3 separate regions of the Mus musculus genome follow, and regions 2 and 3 are each linked to region 1. Evidence: chromatin contacts called from public HiChIP or PLAC-seq and promoter capture Hi-C data. All regions are on one chromosome and are shown on one strand. The core of a region is the stretch at or near the end of the contact, and the rest is flanking DNA. Distances in the headings are between cores, read along the strand shown.

Region 1 (5,116 bases), core at 1,477-3,976:
TGTCTAAGCTAGCTCTGTGCTGGTGGAAGAGATGCCATCTCTTGGCTGGGAACGCTTGGAGGCTGGGAGACCCCCTGTACCACGTCTGCTCCCAAGACGGGTGAGCACCTCCCTATGGGCCCCAGTGTACCAAGGCCAGAGCTACTTAGGCTGTAGCTAAGGCAACAGAGGAGGCTGGTCCCATGCCTGAATGGTCGTCCCATGCCTGTCTCAGTTCCTGGATCCCTTTGAGCAAGTTACATCACTGGGTCACAATGAAGGTTAAACGAGTTAACTGGGGGGGGGGGGGGCAGGGGAAGCATTCCCAAGAGTAGCTGACACCCAGTGAATTAGTAACAGCACTCAGGAGTGAGCAAGGGACAAACTGCTCACAGGCACAGAGAGAAGGAAACTCAATACTCTCCACTCTCTGAGGGCTTATTCATTCACTTCATAACATACATCCCTCATCTCTTAAGTTAAAAAAAGAAAAGGAGTTTGAGCTGGGTGTAGAGGCGCACACCTTTAATCCCAGCACTCAGGAGGCAGAGGTACATGGAGCTCTGTGAGTTCGAAGCCCGCCTGGTCGATAGAGTGAATTTCAGGATAGCCAGGGCTACATAGTGAGACCCTGTCTTGAAACAAAATAAAACAAACAAACAAAAATATATAGTTTAAAACTTAAGCTAGACATCTTGAAACTCCAGCCTCACTCAGGGTACTGAGGCAGGGGGATGGCTCAAAGTTCAAGACCAGCCTGGACGGAAGAGTTAGAACATTTCTCAAACATACAAGAACAATAAACACAACAAGCCAACAAAACCAGGAAGACATCCTTGAGGCTGGAGATGGCTCAGCCGTTAGGAACGCTCTGCTCTTACAGAGGGCCCGAGTTAGAGTCTAAGCACACGCCACCTGTAACCCCAGCTCCAGTGGGCCTGATGGCTTCTTCAGGATGCCGTGGGCACCTGCACTCACACACACAGACACGGATGTACAAAATTTTTAAAAATAAACCTTTTTTTTTTTTAATTAAAGAAAAGGAATTCTCTAAAAAAAAAAAAGTTTGAAGATTTCTTGGCATTTTTATGGTCCTAAAAATAGAAAACGGAGAATATTTCTACTGTGAGCCCAGATCTGCCAAATAACCAGTTCTTCGTTTAGTTTACAAATATTAATGAGGTGTCAAGGGCTGCCCAGCTGCTGGGGTTTTAGCAGGAACAAAATGAGCTGTCTCTGCCCTTTTGGAGTTTCCATCCTACCTGGTGGTGATTAAGCCCCTCTGCCGTCCTTGAGAATGACGCCTGACAGACCAGGTGGCCTTCTGAGGGGCAAAACACCAACACACCAATGTGGGAGGAGAGGAGGTTCTAGCATGGCCCAAGAGGACGATGCTGTGAACAGCAGGCGCCGCAGGGCCGGTGACTCAAGGAAAGGTGAGAGGACAGAGGCCACCAGCACATCTCACTCAAAGCTTCCCACCACCCTGCGCACCTGTGGGGAGGAGCAGGTGCTGGCCGGAAGGCAGATCCAGACCACGGGACCCATAGGAATGAGGCCCCAGGCTCCTCCACAGACCCGATGCTATCAGCAGTTCCTACACAACAGTGTCTTGAGTAGAAGCATAACACAGTTCCAAGGGAGGCAGGAGACCCCCGTCTCTTCTCTATCACCCTCCCAATACATAGGCAAGGACCTCAGCTACTCTTAGCCTCCGGATTCACTCTGTTGCCCTCCAGTTAAAGACCTCATTTTCCCCCAAACTGGGGCCAGCACAGAGCCCCGAGATGCTCTGATTCTTCCCAAGACACTCAAGTGTCCTCATCCAATGGGACCAGGGAACTCTTTACCTGACCCCACCTCACCCGCTGCTGATAGAACAGATGGCTCATGGGACGCTGGAGGACTCGGTGGTCAGACTAAAGAGAACCACAGAGTGAGTCCGGTGCCTGCCAGGTTAGGCTGGCCCGTGATACATCAATTCCTGATCACCCCCCTCAAGGAGGTAGTTCTCCATCCCTGGCCACCCAGTCAGGAGGGTGCTGGGAGGCAGGAAAGCAGCACAAAGGACGGCCGAGGGTTCTCAAAGAGTCTCAGGTCCCACCACCCAAACAAGAAGCAGAAATGGCCAGAGATCTAAAAACATTCCAGAGACATAATACAGGAGCAGAAAGAGACTTTGTGAGAAACGCTCACAGGGGCGGAGCCCAGAGGGATGAGGTACCCACGGAATCAGCGATCTGGAGGGGAACATTCGGGCAGGGACCTCTCCGAGTACACAGACCAGCCTCGGACACACCCCCAGCCCCAAGGGAGCCACAGTCCTGGGGCGCAGCCCCCCAGCGGGAGCCCACGCACCCATTGCGAACCGACGCGTGCAACCCGGGAGCGTTGGACCGTGCGCGCGAGCGCGGGGCTGAGGCGAGGAGCGCACACAAAGGGACAAGCCGGCCCGCGCGGGGCAGACTCCGCCCGGCCACCCCGCACCCCGGGTGGCGCCCACGCACCGCCGCCGCCCCACCCCGCTCCGCGCGGCTCACCAGCTGCAGGCAGCAGAAGGCGACCAGCGTGCAGCGGCCGCTGCACTTGCCCATGGCTCCTCCTCGCGCCGCGCGGGGCCGCGTCGTCTCGATGGCGCCCCGGGGCGGTGGGGCCGGCGACTAGGGCCGGGTCTCCAGAGCCGCGGCCGGCCGGCCGCACCCCAAGTGCATGGTGCGCCCGGTCCGCGCGGGCTCCGCCGCGCCTCCTTTGTCTGCGGCCGGCCGTCGGCACACCTCCCGCCCGCGGCGCCGGCCAGCGCGCAGCGGCCCCCGCAGGCACCGAGCGCGGCGCGGTGCAGCACTGCCCAGCTGGGGCAGCCGCCCGGGCGCTCGGCAGCCGCCGCTTCCCGGCCCACCACGTGGCTCGGCCGCCACCCCGGAGGGAGGCGAGGGAGGGGCGGAAGAGCGAGGGGGCGGGGGAGGGGAGGGGCGTGGAGCGAAGTGGAAGAGTGCGGGTCCTGCGCGCTGGCAGCTCTGGGTCGCGTCCAGACTGCTGTTCCTTAGCCGTGTCACCTTGGGCAGATCACATTACCTCTCTGGACCACCCCCGCCCAGGGGCCTCAGGGGCAAAGTAGGAAAAAAGTCTCTTGGATGCAGTCCTGTAAACCCAACAGTAGCCCTTAGCTTGGCCAGCTGAGGGAGTTGGAGCCACCCTACCCTGGAGTTCCAACTTTGCCCTTTATTTTCATTTGAGTTTTCAGCCCAGCTCGCCAGCCCTCCTGGTTTCCCGGCCACATTTTCTTCTTTCTGTCTTTCCTTCAGAACCTGGTATATCTTGGGTTTATGAAAGCCAGAGTGCGCTTGAAGCGGTCTTCCGTTCTCTTGACTCTTCATAGCTCAGGGACCGGAATAGTCCGGTCCCCAGTTTGGCTTCTCAGAGATCCTCCTGCTTCAGCCTCCCAAATTCCAGATAAACGCGTTTTAAAACACGCAAGACAAGTGGATAGAAAAGCCCTGGATTTGATCCTAGTACTCTCAACAGTGACAAAACAAAAGGCCCCCCAGGTATTCCCAGAATCAACCATCGCACACTAAACACACACACAAGCACATGCACACACGCACACACCACCAAAAAGCAACTGGGATAACAGTGGGGACTCTTCTCAGCCACTGTTAGGGAATGGCAGCTGTGTCCAGCCAGTTTCCATGATTAGCTAGGCTTCCTGGAGTCTGTCCCAGACTCTATACCCAGAGCATAACTTTACGTGGGGACTGGGACCCAGCTTTTATCAAAGTCTCCAAAGAGTCCTGTTTCCCACAAAGGAAGCGCCAGCCCGGTCCCCACTGGATCCCCTGGAGGCTTCGGGTGAGCCCATGTCAGTTCTCTCTTCCATGCTGACAGTGTGCTCAGAAGCCCTCACCGACCCAAGCACTGGACACATGATGCCTCTCTCCTTACAGTGACTGGGTTCTGCTAGGCTCTGACCAGCTCTGCCAGGCTCTTGAATGTCCCAAATGCCACAGACCCAAGGCCTGGCCACCTCACTCCAAGTCTGAGCTACCCTCTGTCCAAGGTCATTTATTTCAATCCTGCCCTACTAAATCCCAGGCTTCCACGCCCTCTGGCCCCTCTCTGCTTTTAGGTTTGTTCTTTATTTATTTATGTTGTATGTCTGTGTTTAGGTTGACACATGCTAGAGCACCCTGTGGCTCTCAGAGGACCATGAGTAGGAGTTAGCTTCCTCTATGTGGGTCCCAGTGATCAAACTCAGGTCTTCAAACTCAGTAGCAAGTGTCTTCACAAAAAGCCATCTCTGAGTCCCAAGGTTGTTCTGCTCTGAGATCCTTATGTGCAGTGCAGTGGACGCTGTTTCATCTTTAGTGTTTTAGTTGAGGCCTCACTCCTTGACCCTTGGTCACCCAGGGAAATCCCCTCTCTGGCTCATTCCAGCCTTCGATACCTCCATGATAGCTCATTCTAGAACCTTCTTAGCTTCCTGTGAGCAGTATGAGGACTCGGTTTGGTGATTTACCTTGGCTTCCCCAGGCCTTGGATCACAGCAGGACTCTTTGGCTGTGAGCAGACTGGGGTAGCATGCATGTTATACACCCTGTGTCTTAATTTGGGTTACTATTTCTAGAATAAAACACAATGACCAAAAGCAAGTTGAGGAAGAAAATGTTTATTAGTTTATGGTTCTGATCCATAATCCATCACTGAAGGAAGTCAGGACAGGAACTCAAACAGGATGATGCAGAGGCCATGGAGGAGTCTGCTCACTGGCTTGCTCCCCATGGCTTGCTCAGCCTGCTTTCTTACAGAACCCAGGACTATCAGCCCAGGGATGGTCTCACTTGGAATGGACTGGACCTTCCCATATCAATCACTAATTAAGAAAGTATTCAGCAGGCTGCCTACAGCCCAGTCTTATGGAGGCATTTTCTCATTTGTGGTTCCCTCCTCTCAAATGGCTCTAGCCTGGGTCAAGTTGACATAAAAGTAGCCAGCCACATGCTGCTTCCCAGCACTGGGTCGGTCCCCGTGGGCACCTTTCTGTTCTGAAGCTTGAAGTTCTTGGAAGGAGCCAACACAACTGGACAAGCAGAGGCCGTCATTTCTGGCAAGGGGTTCAGAACTGGGGATGACACGCGTG
Region 2 (5,116 bases), core at 1,720-4,219, 1.5 Mb before region 1:
GGAGGGGGTGGGGTAAGGCAGTGTGCGGAGGTGGTAGGCGGGATGCAAGGGTCACACGGTGCCGCGACAGTGGACTTTAGTCACCAGGAAAAGAACTGGTGATAACCTCGGGTCACTAAACTCGGATGATAGCTGGAAAATTACAGTCGAACGGAGCATGTGGGGCCATGGTCTTCCCAACTCACAGGCCCCAGGCTTGGGCACAGTTGTGGAAGCCACGGCTGTCTTCATCCTTCAGTACACACCCAGAAGTCAGGAGCTGCCACATGGGCAGGCGTGGAGTAAAGCCTCCGCTCTCACTGTGCTGTGTGTACTAAGAACGGAGGACAGGGCTGGTGAGATGGCTCAGTGGGTAAGAGCACCCGACTGCTCTTCTGAAGGTCTGAAGTTCAAATCCCAGCAACCACATGGTGGCTCACAACCATCCGTAACGAGATCTGACGCACTCTTCTGGTGTATCTGAAGACAGCTACAGTGTACTTACATATAATAAATAAATAAATCTTTAAAAAAAAAAAAAAAAAAAAAAAAAAAGAACGGAGGACAGTCCTTTACTCTTCCGACCCTTACTTTTCTTATCTGTAAAATGGAGCGATTATCTATAACTCTGTTGTTGTAGGGACGCAAAGAAACCATGTGTCTGTACATGTACTTGCATGAGTTCATGTAGCCTACATGCATGCAGTGCCCTTCAAGGCCAGAAAAGAGCATCAGATCCCCAAGAGCTGGAGCTAAAGATGGCTGTGAACTGCAATTTAGGTGATGGGAATGAAACCCAGCCCCTCTGCAAGAGCGACAGATGCTTTTAACCACAGAGCTATCTCTCCAGCCCTATCAAAGACATTTAGAGCCCTGCTCCCTAACCCAATCCCAGAAGTTCCAGCTGTCCTTGGTGCCCTGCACTGACAGAGACACACCATGTACTCCCACACCTGAGATTTGTCCCCAGCACAGCAGTGACCACAGGCACTCCTCAGGGCAGCCCTAGGAGGCAGACTCTGTCATCTGAGAGCTATTGGTAGGGTAGAGGTGGAGGGACATATTGGGGGGGGGGCTTCCTTTTTCAGCAAAAACAAGACATGAATAAATGTTTCTTATAAGGTTGCAACAATGTTTCGTGTAAGGTTGCAACAATGTGTAAGATTGCAAGAACCTATATGTAAAGCAAAGAGCAGACCGCCTCCCTGCCCTTCTTCAGGTCCTTACCAACATTACCACTCTGGTGCCCTGCTTCTATTAGGAACAGCTCCCACATCCACAAACATCATCACAGCCACATCTCTTGCAGGATAAAGACCCAAAAATAGAGTTTCTGGGCTACAATTATGAGCCTGTAGCCATTTGCAATAGGGCTAACAGCTGGCTAAGTGACCGCTAAAAGATGCCCATGGACATAACATTTAATGCCCACTAGGGAAGACGCCAGCTAATGGCTTAATGACCTGCCTCCATCTTCCCTTCCATCCATCCTGTCTCCTTATCCTTCGCCATTGCACAATGTCCCCTTCAGAAGTCAGCTGATAAGAAAGCCCACTTACCAACCCGCTGGGAATGACCAGAGCTGCCTGCCTGACCTGCGGTTGTCCTGCCCACAGCACCGGGGCTTCAGCTCCCTCCCCTGCTGCTAGAAGCTGAATGTGCTGATCCAGGTGACACAAGGCACACAGGAGGTGTCACTACAGGTGACACTATAGGCACACAGTCACCAGGCTCTGAGAACCTGTAGACATCAGGACAGCCTCGTCCATGGAGACTATGCTGATGGGCTACAGAACAGATCTGGTACAGAATAGACCAGTTACGCCTGCTGCAAAGACCTCGGTGGTCCAGGGAGGTGCTGTGCTTTGGCCAAGGCAGAATACTTGGCAGAGATGTGGCTGGGAGCGTTCCACCTGTTTATTCACCACTCTGGCTAAATGGTCCTATGTGAGTGTCCAGCTATCTGAACCCAAAGGAGGAGGACAGGACTTGTGTCTGCATCAGGGACACTATCACGAAGCAAGAGTCCATCTAACACTTGATATAACCCAATGCCAACTCGGCAGCCCCCACAATAGACATTCTAGGATCTCTGTGAGTTCAAGACCAGCCTGGTCTATACAGTGAGTTCCAGGACAGTTAGGACTACATAGTACATAGTGAGGCTCTGTCGTGTGTGTGTGTGTGTGTGTGTGTGTGTGTGTGTGTGTGTGTGTGTGTGTGCGCGCGCGCGCCCCTCTGTATGTGTGTGCCTCTGTGTGTGTACCTCTGTGTGTGTGTGAGAGAGAGAGAGAGATGTTTGTGCTGTAGTATGTCAGTGCCATATTCTGCTCCAGTGGAAATCGGAGGACAACTTTCAGGAGTCGGTTCTCTCCTTTCCATGTGGGTCCCAGGGATGGAACTGGGGCTATCAGGCTATCGGGTTATAGGGTTAAGGGACTTTACTGGCTGAGCCATCTCATTGATCCCTACAATTTATTTATTTATCTATCTATTTATTAATTTATTTAATAGCTGCATTTCCTTATATCAGGAAACAAGAATTATTACCCTTGATTTTCCAAGGAGCAAACAGATCACCCCACCACCGCCAAGACCGAAAGGAAAAGCACCTTGCTCAACATGGAAGACCTGACTGAGACCAGGAGGCACCTCCGCCAGAAAAAGGAAGACCCAGCGAGGGAAAGCGATTGTTCTGAAGTCACACAGTAGATTAAAAAAGCAGACCCCTGGTTGCTCCTGCTCACTCCCAGCTTCCATCCTGGCCCATGTGCCCGTGTCTTGTTCACCACCACCACCACCACCATCACCACCATCCGGGGTCGCGCTCACATGCTAACACCACCAGCTCCCAGCACGGCCGATGGAGACCCCTTAGAGCCTCAATGTCCATCGGTGGAATGGGCGTGCGAGGAGGAACGAGGGCGGCCTGGCGCCGGGCGCCTGGCTCAGCAGCAGGGGCGTGGCCGTGACTCAGCCGCACAGTCCCGGGGTCGCCCAGCCGGTCCGACCGGCCTCGGCAACGCGCGCAGGACGCCGGGCTGGGCGACTGAGGGGTGCAGGGAAGGGAGCCGCCAGGAGCCTGCTTGGGCGGGAAGAGGAGCGCAGGCCGCGGAGGAGAAGGATGGAAGCGAGACCCCGCTGAGACCAGCGCGGGGCCACTGGCCGGGATCAACATGTGTCTGCGCATAGGTGAGCTGGGGCAAACGGGAGACCCACTCCTGGGGGGACCCCAACCCGAAGTCAAGCCGCCTGCTTCACCCAACCCTGCTTCACGTACTGGCCTGCTTCAGGTCACTTTCCTCTCAAGCCTAAGTTTCCTTAGAAGCGGGGTGACAAGCGGCTGGGTTTTATTTCCTTTATGCAAGTGCTCTACCACTGAGCTACACACCAGCCTAAACATTTCGAGGCTCAGGGACTAGCCCAGAGCTCAGTACTTAGCTCACTCTAACTTAGAACTTAGAACTCCTTCCGCCACGACCAGCAGCTGGGGGCTCCAGGTTTGTGGCACTGAGGCCCAGCTCTGAGTAAGCCTGGTTTTGGTGGGGCCAGTGGCACCCCCAGCTCCTGGCCCTATTTTCCTTTCTAAGGGGCAAGGCTAGATAGGCTTCGGGATCCGCCGGTAGGGGAAGAGATGCTGAGAGATGAAGAGATGGGGATGTGGATGTAGGGTCCAGGATCCCGGCTCCTTAGCATTACAAAGATGCCATTTCCATACCTTCCTCTCATCCAGCCAAGCTGGAGGGAAAGGCCAGTCAGCCAGCATCTTGACAGAGTAGACTGGTGCGCCCCTCCCCCACGCCCTGGGCAAACTCTGCTGTTTGGGATCTAAGGGGTTCCGTTCCCACTCTCCAGCACACACATCTTTCGAGCCATGCCTATTTCTCCTTGGTAAAATGAAGACCGTTGCACCCACCTCTTGACCAGGATGAAGTTCCGGTCTGCTAATAAACGCTTAGCACTACACCAGCCACTTGCCCAGTGTTCCCAGCATGAGAACGAAGAACCAAAACCAGCCTAGGGCGCTCTGACTAAAGCAAGCAACCCTAGCCTTCTTGTCTGACCAAAGCCTTGGTCCAGAGATGCTGCTGTTTCTTGAGCCCAGCCAAAGCCCAGTAGTGGCTGGCTGATGGGTAGGTGGATGGGGTGGGTGGACAGGGTGGGACCCAGGAGGCCCCTGGAACAAGGCTGCAATTCCTCTTCCTGTTTGGCCAGCTGTTCATCTTCACAAGGCCATTCCAGTTCCTCGTGCCTTTCCAGTCCATGGTCTGTCCTCTGCTGAGATGACAGTCCCAGGGCCTGCAAGCTAAAGGAGAGCTCGGAGAGCAGTTAGGGGAACCTCACCTGGCTCTATGCAGAAAAAATCCGGGGTTACCTCTGAACAGGACAGGCTGGTACCAGGTCCACAGTGAGTCTGTAACAGGCTCCTCCTTGCTCCTCAAAGCTCTTCCTCCCGTCTCTCTCTCTCTCCCTCCCTCTCTCTCTCTCTCTCTCTCTCTCTCTCTCTCTCTCTCTCTGTGTGTTACTGAGTTTAATTAGGGTTGCTTACAATAATTTTTCTTTTTTTCGGTGGCGGGGGGGGGGCTGTTACTGCAACATAGGCGACTTACCAGTGGCTACACCACCAAAATAAACAAATAATTATTTTATTTTATTTTATTTTTTTTAGGCAGAGTCTCACTCTGTAACTAAGTTGGTCCTGACTTTGCAACAATCCTCCTGCTTCAGTCTCCTAAATACAGGATTATGAGTCCTCTTGGCCTCCTTGGCCCCTGCAATTGCCCAGAGAATGTCCACTTAATGATTCTTTAGCCGTTTCTTGTTTTCATTCACGTATAGGGAACAGGGCTAAATTTCTCTGCCGCACGTGGAGGGTCTCAAAGTCAGAGCCTATTGGGAGCAGGACCGGAAGGAAGGGCTCTGCTTAACTGAGGGCCAACCACACTCTTGCAGTTTCTCAGAGCTGGCTAAACTCAGAGCCCAGGGTGGGGGCAGGCATCCAGGTGGCATGGCCAAGAGCCATGTGTGATGTTGGAGCAGAGAGCATTTCAGGGGAGGAGGGCTTCCTGCTATGTGAACGGGATAGGACTTGGCCACTCAGAAAGTGTGGTTGTTGCCAAAGTCCCTCCTGGTCCCA
Region 3 (5,116 bases), core at 814-3,313, 1.2 Mb before region 1:
CTACTCCAGGCAAACCAAACAGCAGGTGCAAAGGCCGTGAGGTGGACAGGAACAGATGGAGGAGGGATGGGTGGGGAGAGGAGGTCACTGTGGTGTGCCAGTAATGTCGGCTAACCCCAGGGTCTTGGGAGGCGGGGCAGGAAGAAGTAAGACCAAGGCAACCCTGAGAAAACCCTCATCTCATAATAAAATTAAAATTTAAAATAAGGGGCCTGGGGATGTATCTCAATGGTAACATTTACCTAGCCCATGCAAGGCCCGGGTTCAAAATACACACACACACACACACACACACACACACACACACACACACACGCCACACGCACACACACCACACACACCACACACACACACACACACACACCATGGGGGTTTTGGATTTTTTTATTTTTTTAGTAGGATGTGAAGGAGCCATTTAAGGTTTGGAGAGGGCTGGGTTTAGTGGTAGAGTGCCTATGTGACATGCATGGGTTCAATTCAAGTACAGGATAATATCAGGTGTGGTGATCTATGCCTGTAATCCCAGCATTTGGTAGGGGCTGCAAGAGAATCAGAGGTCCAAGATTTAGGGCTAGCCTGGGGTACATGAAACAGTGCCTTCAAAAAAAAGATATATAAAATAGCTTTTTAAAAGAGGAGTTTTAAAACTTATATTAACGTCTTTGAATATTAAAAAGTATATAATTGTGCCAAAAATTTGCCTAGTGCATCCCAGCCCTCCCGAGGTGGAGGTAAGATCAAATTTTCAAGTCTAGCCTGAGTCCGCTTTAAAACAAAGAATAAATAGGTAAATAAAAGTGCGATTTAAGTGATAAAATCAGCGAAGGTTTTGGTACTTTGGAGACTGTTCCGGGACGCTGCAAGAACAGGGCGCCTTGGGGGGCTGCCACGTCTCAGCTCCCTGCCTAGGGATGAGACTCCCTAACCATTAGCGTTTTATTTTTCCCCCTTTCCCCTTTGCTAGGTAGAATAAACAGCCGGAACCCGTAGCCGTCTCATAAGAAATTAAGTGCAATATTTCGTCAAAGTGAAACCACTCCATTTACTAAAGTTCTGCAAATAGAAAGACTTCTAGGTGTTGGCGGCGTGTGTGGTTGGGTGCCCGCTAGGTGTGAATCCTATTCCAAACACGTCTCGCAAAGACGTGGATTACGAATAACCGCACGGTCAAGGGCGAGTAAGCGCGCCAGAGCGCGAAGGGACTAAAGCCGACAGTGTCTCCAGGTGGGAGATGCCAGGGACATTCTGCCGCGGGGCCAGCTGGGGCTCCATATTTCTGCCCTCGGTTCTAAGCCCAGAACTGTCGCGTCGTGATGGAAAACCAGAGAGTGGAGGGCGGAGTGAGACCGCCGGGCTGCAGCGCCCCGCGCCCCGCGCCCGACGTCTGCAGACACGCCCGGCCCCGTGGCGCCGCCTCGCCGCCGCGGCCGTCAGGAGGCTCGGGCGCCTTCCCGCCTTTCCCCGGGCCGGGCCAAGGCTGGCGGCGGGGCGGGCGCGGGCGGCGACGGTGCAGCCATTGTCCCGCAGCCGCGCCCGGGGCCGCCGCCGCCGCCCGCGTCTCCTTTGTGGCCGTCGCCGACCCTCGGAGCCGCCGCTCTGCGCCCCCGGCTGCAAATGGCGCCGGGTGCCCCCTGCGTCGCCCGGCGCACCGGCTGGGGTTGCAGTCCCGGGGCGCACCCCGGCGGCTCCGCCGCCCTCCGCCAGGCTCTGGGCCCGGCCCGCAGCCCCGACGCCCGGGCCGCCCTCCTCCCGCCCGCGCCCGTGCAGCCACTTACCGCGGGGCTCTAGCCGCTCGCTCGCTCGCTCGCTCGCGCGCGCGCGCGCTGCGGAGCGATTCCCGGTTCCGGGTAGGGGAAGCAGCCCCTTTCCGAAGCCGAGGCTTTGCGCCCTAAAACAAGTAGCCCCAACGTGGGAGAAACAAAAGGTATTTGCTGACGTGGGCGTTGGACAGAAACGCCCGAGGGCTGAGGACACAATTAAAGGGGCAACGCACAGATTTCAGGCACCAACCAGCAGCTTCGCCCACTCCCCCTGTCCGTGCCCACGCCCGACTGCACCCTCCGCAGGCACTAGGGCGCCCAGGTTCCCCAGCAGTTGATTGGGGATCATTCTTTTAGTCGGGAGCTTAAATTTTAAAATTGTACTTTACGTTGGGAAAGGCGCCTCCGGAGGGCAGAAGGGCTGGATTTCTAATATGTGGAGATATTGGTTCAAGGAGAGAGGGAGGGACTTAGGCGTGCCCACAAATACTGTATACATGTGACATTATTGTACTTAAGTTTAGCGACGTAAAATGGGAGAGAGTTCCACAAAATCGCCCTTTGACGAAGCACTTAATTTCAGTTATAGCCTTTTAGAAACCTCTGTAGGTCCCCATCAAGCCCTTTGAAGAGGCAAGCCCGGAGGGGCTGAGATTAAGAGGCCGTGATTCTTTATATAAAACTAGTACAAAACAGTGTTTCGTGTTTTCAAATATAAAAATTGGTCGTAAAATCAAGTTTCTCTTCTGACGTGACCCTAATATTTATGGCACACAAATATCAGGTGATACATTTCCTAAAATAGTAAACCGCTGAATTTTCATACTGCTTAAATTCCACAAACTAAATTAGTTTTCTACTTCTTCACGCTGATTGTCAAGTAATGCGGAATGGGGGAGAAGATTCAAAGTCTCAAAGCATGCGTTTAATATTTTGAGGCGTTCCTCTCCCAAGCCTCAGTCAAGCCCATCAGGGTCCTATTTCTCCGATCTCCTCACTAAGTAACTATGTATTCGAACATCATTCTCTCTGAGAATACAATACAGTCATTTCTGAATGAAAAAAAAAAAAAAAGGAGAAATAAAAAGGAAAGGGACATGCCTGGTCCTAGGTATAGTGGAGGAGAAAGTTTATTATAGATATGTGGGAGAGCACAGCCAGAGGCAGGAACATCTGGGAGAGTACAGAGTGAACTGAGCTGTGCCCTGTGATGTGGGGTGGGGGAGGGAGGAGAGAGAGCAGCAGAACCAAGTACAGCAGGAGACCCAAATTACAAAGAGGGTAGGGAGCCAAAATGGTTGGATTATATAGGGAAGAATAGCTCAGCCCCCTGGACTGGAGGATTCAAGCTAGGGGGCCGGATATGCCAGCCTAGAGGACCCTGTAACAGGTATTGGACTGAGGGATGCTGGGAGAACCTGGTGGCCAGGTCAGCTTTGACATGTTAACTAGGCACCCCAGCTATTTGTCCCAGGTTTGACACCTAACAGTTTCTTAATGTCACACCTGTTTACCCCAGGGGTGCTCTGTGATTAAGATTCGTTTCCTGGACTTTTGAGGTAATGGGAGATAATGGAAGGAAAGGTAGACCAGTGCTTATTTGAAAATCACTAGGACAGGGCTGGTGAGATGGCTCAGCGGTTAAGAGCACTGACTGCTCTTCCAAAGGTCCCGAGTTCGAATCCCAGCAACCACATGGTGGCTCACAACCATCCATAATGAGATCTGACGCCCTCTTCTAGTGTGTCTGAAGACAACTACAGTGTACTTACATATAATAAATAAATCTTTTTTTAAAAAAAGAAAGAAAATCATTAGGACACCAGGTGTTGTGGCACATGCATGTAATGCCAGAACTCAGGAGGCTCTGAGTTCGAGACCACCCTGGTCTACATAGTTCCAGGACAGGCAGAGCTACATAGGAGACCCTGTCTGGGGGACACACACACACACAGAGAGCAGGCAGGTCTCTCTGTGCTGTTCTCTTTCAGCCAGGATTAAGCTCAAAACAACTAAGCCAACCAGGAGGATCCCTTTCCCGGTGGAGGCCCGGTGTGCAGGAGCCTTTTGCCTACACAGTTGTCTAAAGGGAAGTTGGAAACAATTCTTTAGCAGCTATTCTTGTCTGCTCCCAACCTAGGCCCCGGACAGGTGTGCAGGATGCCTTTGGGAAGCCCCTGGGCACAGTGGCCAGGGTTTACTTTGGCCAGGTCACCCTGTCCCTCTACGCCAAGCTTTCAGATAAGGGCCATGTGACTGAGGCTCTACAGGGAGCCAAGTTCAAGTTCCTGGCCACCAGAAGATCCATATCTCAAGGAAGTGGAGCTTCCCCAAATGTAATGCTGATGAATTTGAAGACGTGGTAGCTGAGAAGTGCCTTATCCCTGTTGGCTGTAGGGTCAAATGTATCCTCACTTGTGGTCCCCTGGACAAGTGGCAGGCCCTGTACTCCTGAGGGCTTCCACTGTGCTCTCCTATACCCCACCGAATCATACACAGTAGTAAATCTCAACAGTTTGGGGGGGAAAAGGTTTGGGGTTTTTTGTTGTTGTTGTTGTTGTTTGATTGGTTGGTTGGCTGGTTTTGGTTTTTTTCGAGACAGAGTTTCTCTGTGTAGCCCTGGCTGTCCTGGAACTCACTTTGTAGACCAGCCTGGCCTTGAACTCAGAAATCCACCTGCCTCTGCCTCCCAAGTGCTGGGATTAAAGGCGTGCACCAACATGCCCAGCTAAGGTTTGTTTTTGGAACAGGGTTTTACCCGCCTCTTCCTGCTGTCTTGGAACTTCTGAGTTCAGCCTATCCTGGTGTTTCAACCACCCAAGGAGCTGGGGAGGGAGGTGTGTGCCCCTAGGCCTAGCCAGAGGTTTTATTTTAGTGTTAGTGAATTAAAACTGTCAACAGAGCTAGGCATGGTGGAAGACCGGGCATTCTAAGCTAGCCTGGGCTAAACGCCACCTGGCCCTTTCCTCAAAAATAGATGAACAAACACAGAACAAGTTCGATAACCGTGTTCCAGAAGGGAACATAAGGCTGGCCATGAACTGGATTGCAAGGAAGAAGAAATGGAGTTTCTTTTATCTTCACCCTGCTAACTTCAGTAGCTCCCACGCTATTCAGCCACCCCCTCTTCCAGTACTTCTTTGGTCTTTCTCGCTGTTGTAGATCGTTGTTTTTCATTCTTAAAATTCTCCCTAGTTCATATTCTTACAGAGGAGAATTCATTCCAAGTTTTAAGTTTGTTTTTTTTTTTTAAATTTTATGTTCATGAATGTTTTTTTCTGGCCTGTATATCTGTGGACCTTGAATGTGCCTGCTGCCAGTGGTGAAGAACAGAGAGGGTATTCGATCCCCTGGGA

The links. Promoter capture Hi-C pulls out the DNA fragments that hold promoters and counts their contacts. HiChIP or PLAC-seq counts read pairs in DNA pulled down with a chosen protein or histone mark.
Region 2: an HNF4G HiChIP or PLAC-seq map of pancreatic cancer cells shows a contact between it and region 1. The contact joins the promoter of Tmem54 here to the promoter of Nkain1 in region 1. A contact is called at or near these places in 1 of 39 promoter capture datasets (liver) and 1 of 115 datasets of contacts at active chromatin or transcription factors (pancreatic cancer cells).
Region 3: a promoter capture Hi-C map of liver shows a contact between it and region 1, with 3 times the contacts expected there. The contact joins the promoter of Zbtb8a here to the promoter of Nkain1 in region 1. A contact is called at or near these places in 2 of 39 promoter capture datasets (cranial neural crest and liver).

The regions. Positions count from the first base shown.
Region 1 is chr4:130,571,310-130,576,425 of GRCm38.p6, forward strand. It overlaps Nkain1 (Na+/K+ transporting ATPase interacting 1), which reads right to left and starts at 2,727. Exons shown (of 7, transcript NM_025998.4): 1 at 2,520-2,727. The coding sequence starts at 2,573.
Region 2 is chr4:129,102,561-129,107,676 of GRCm38.p6, forward strand. It overlaps Tmem54 (transmembrane protein 54), which reads left to right and starts at 2,970. Exons shown (of 6, transcript NM_025452.4): 1 at 2,970-3,171. The coding sequence starts at 3,156.
Region 3 is chr4:129,375,965-129,381,080 of GRCm38.p6, forward strand. It overlaps Zbtb8a (zinc finger and BTB domain containing 8a), which reads right to left and starts at 2,064. Exons shown (of 5, transcript NM_028603.4): 1 at 1,776-2,064.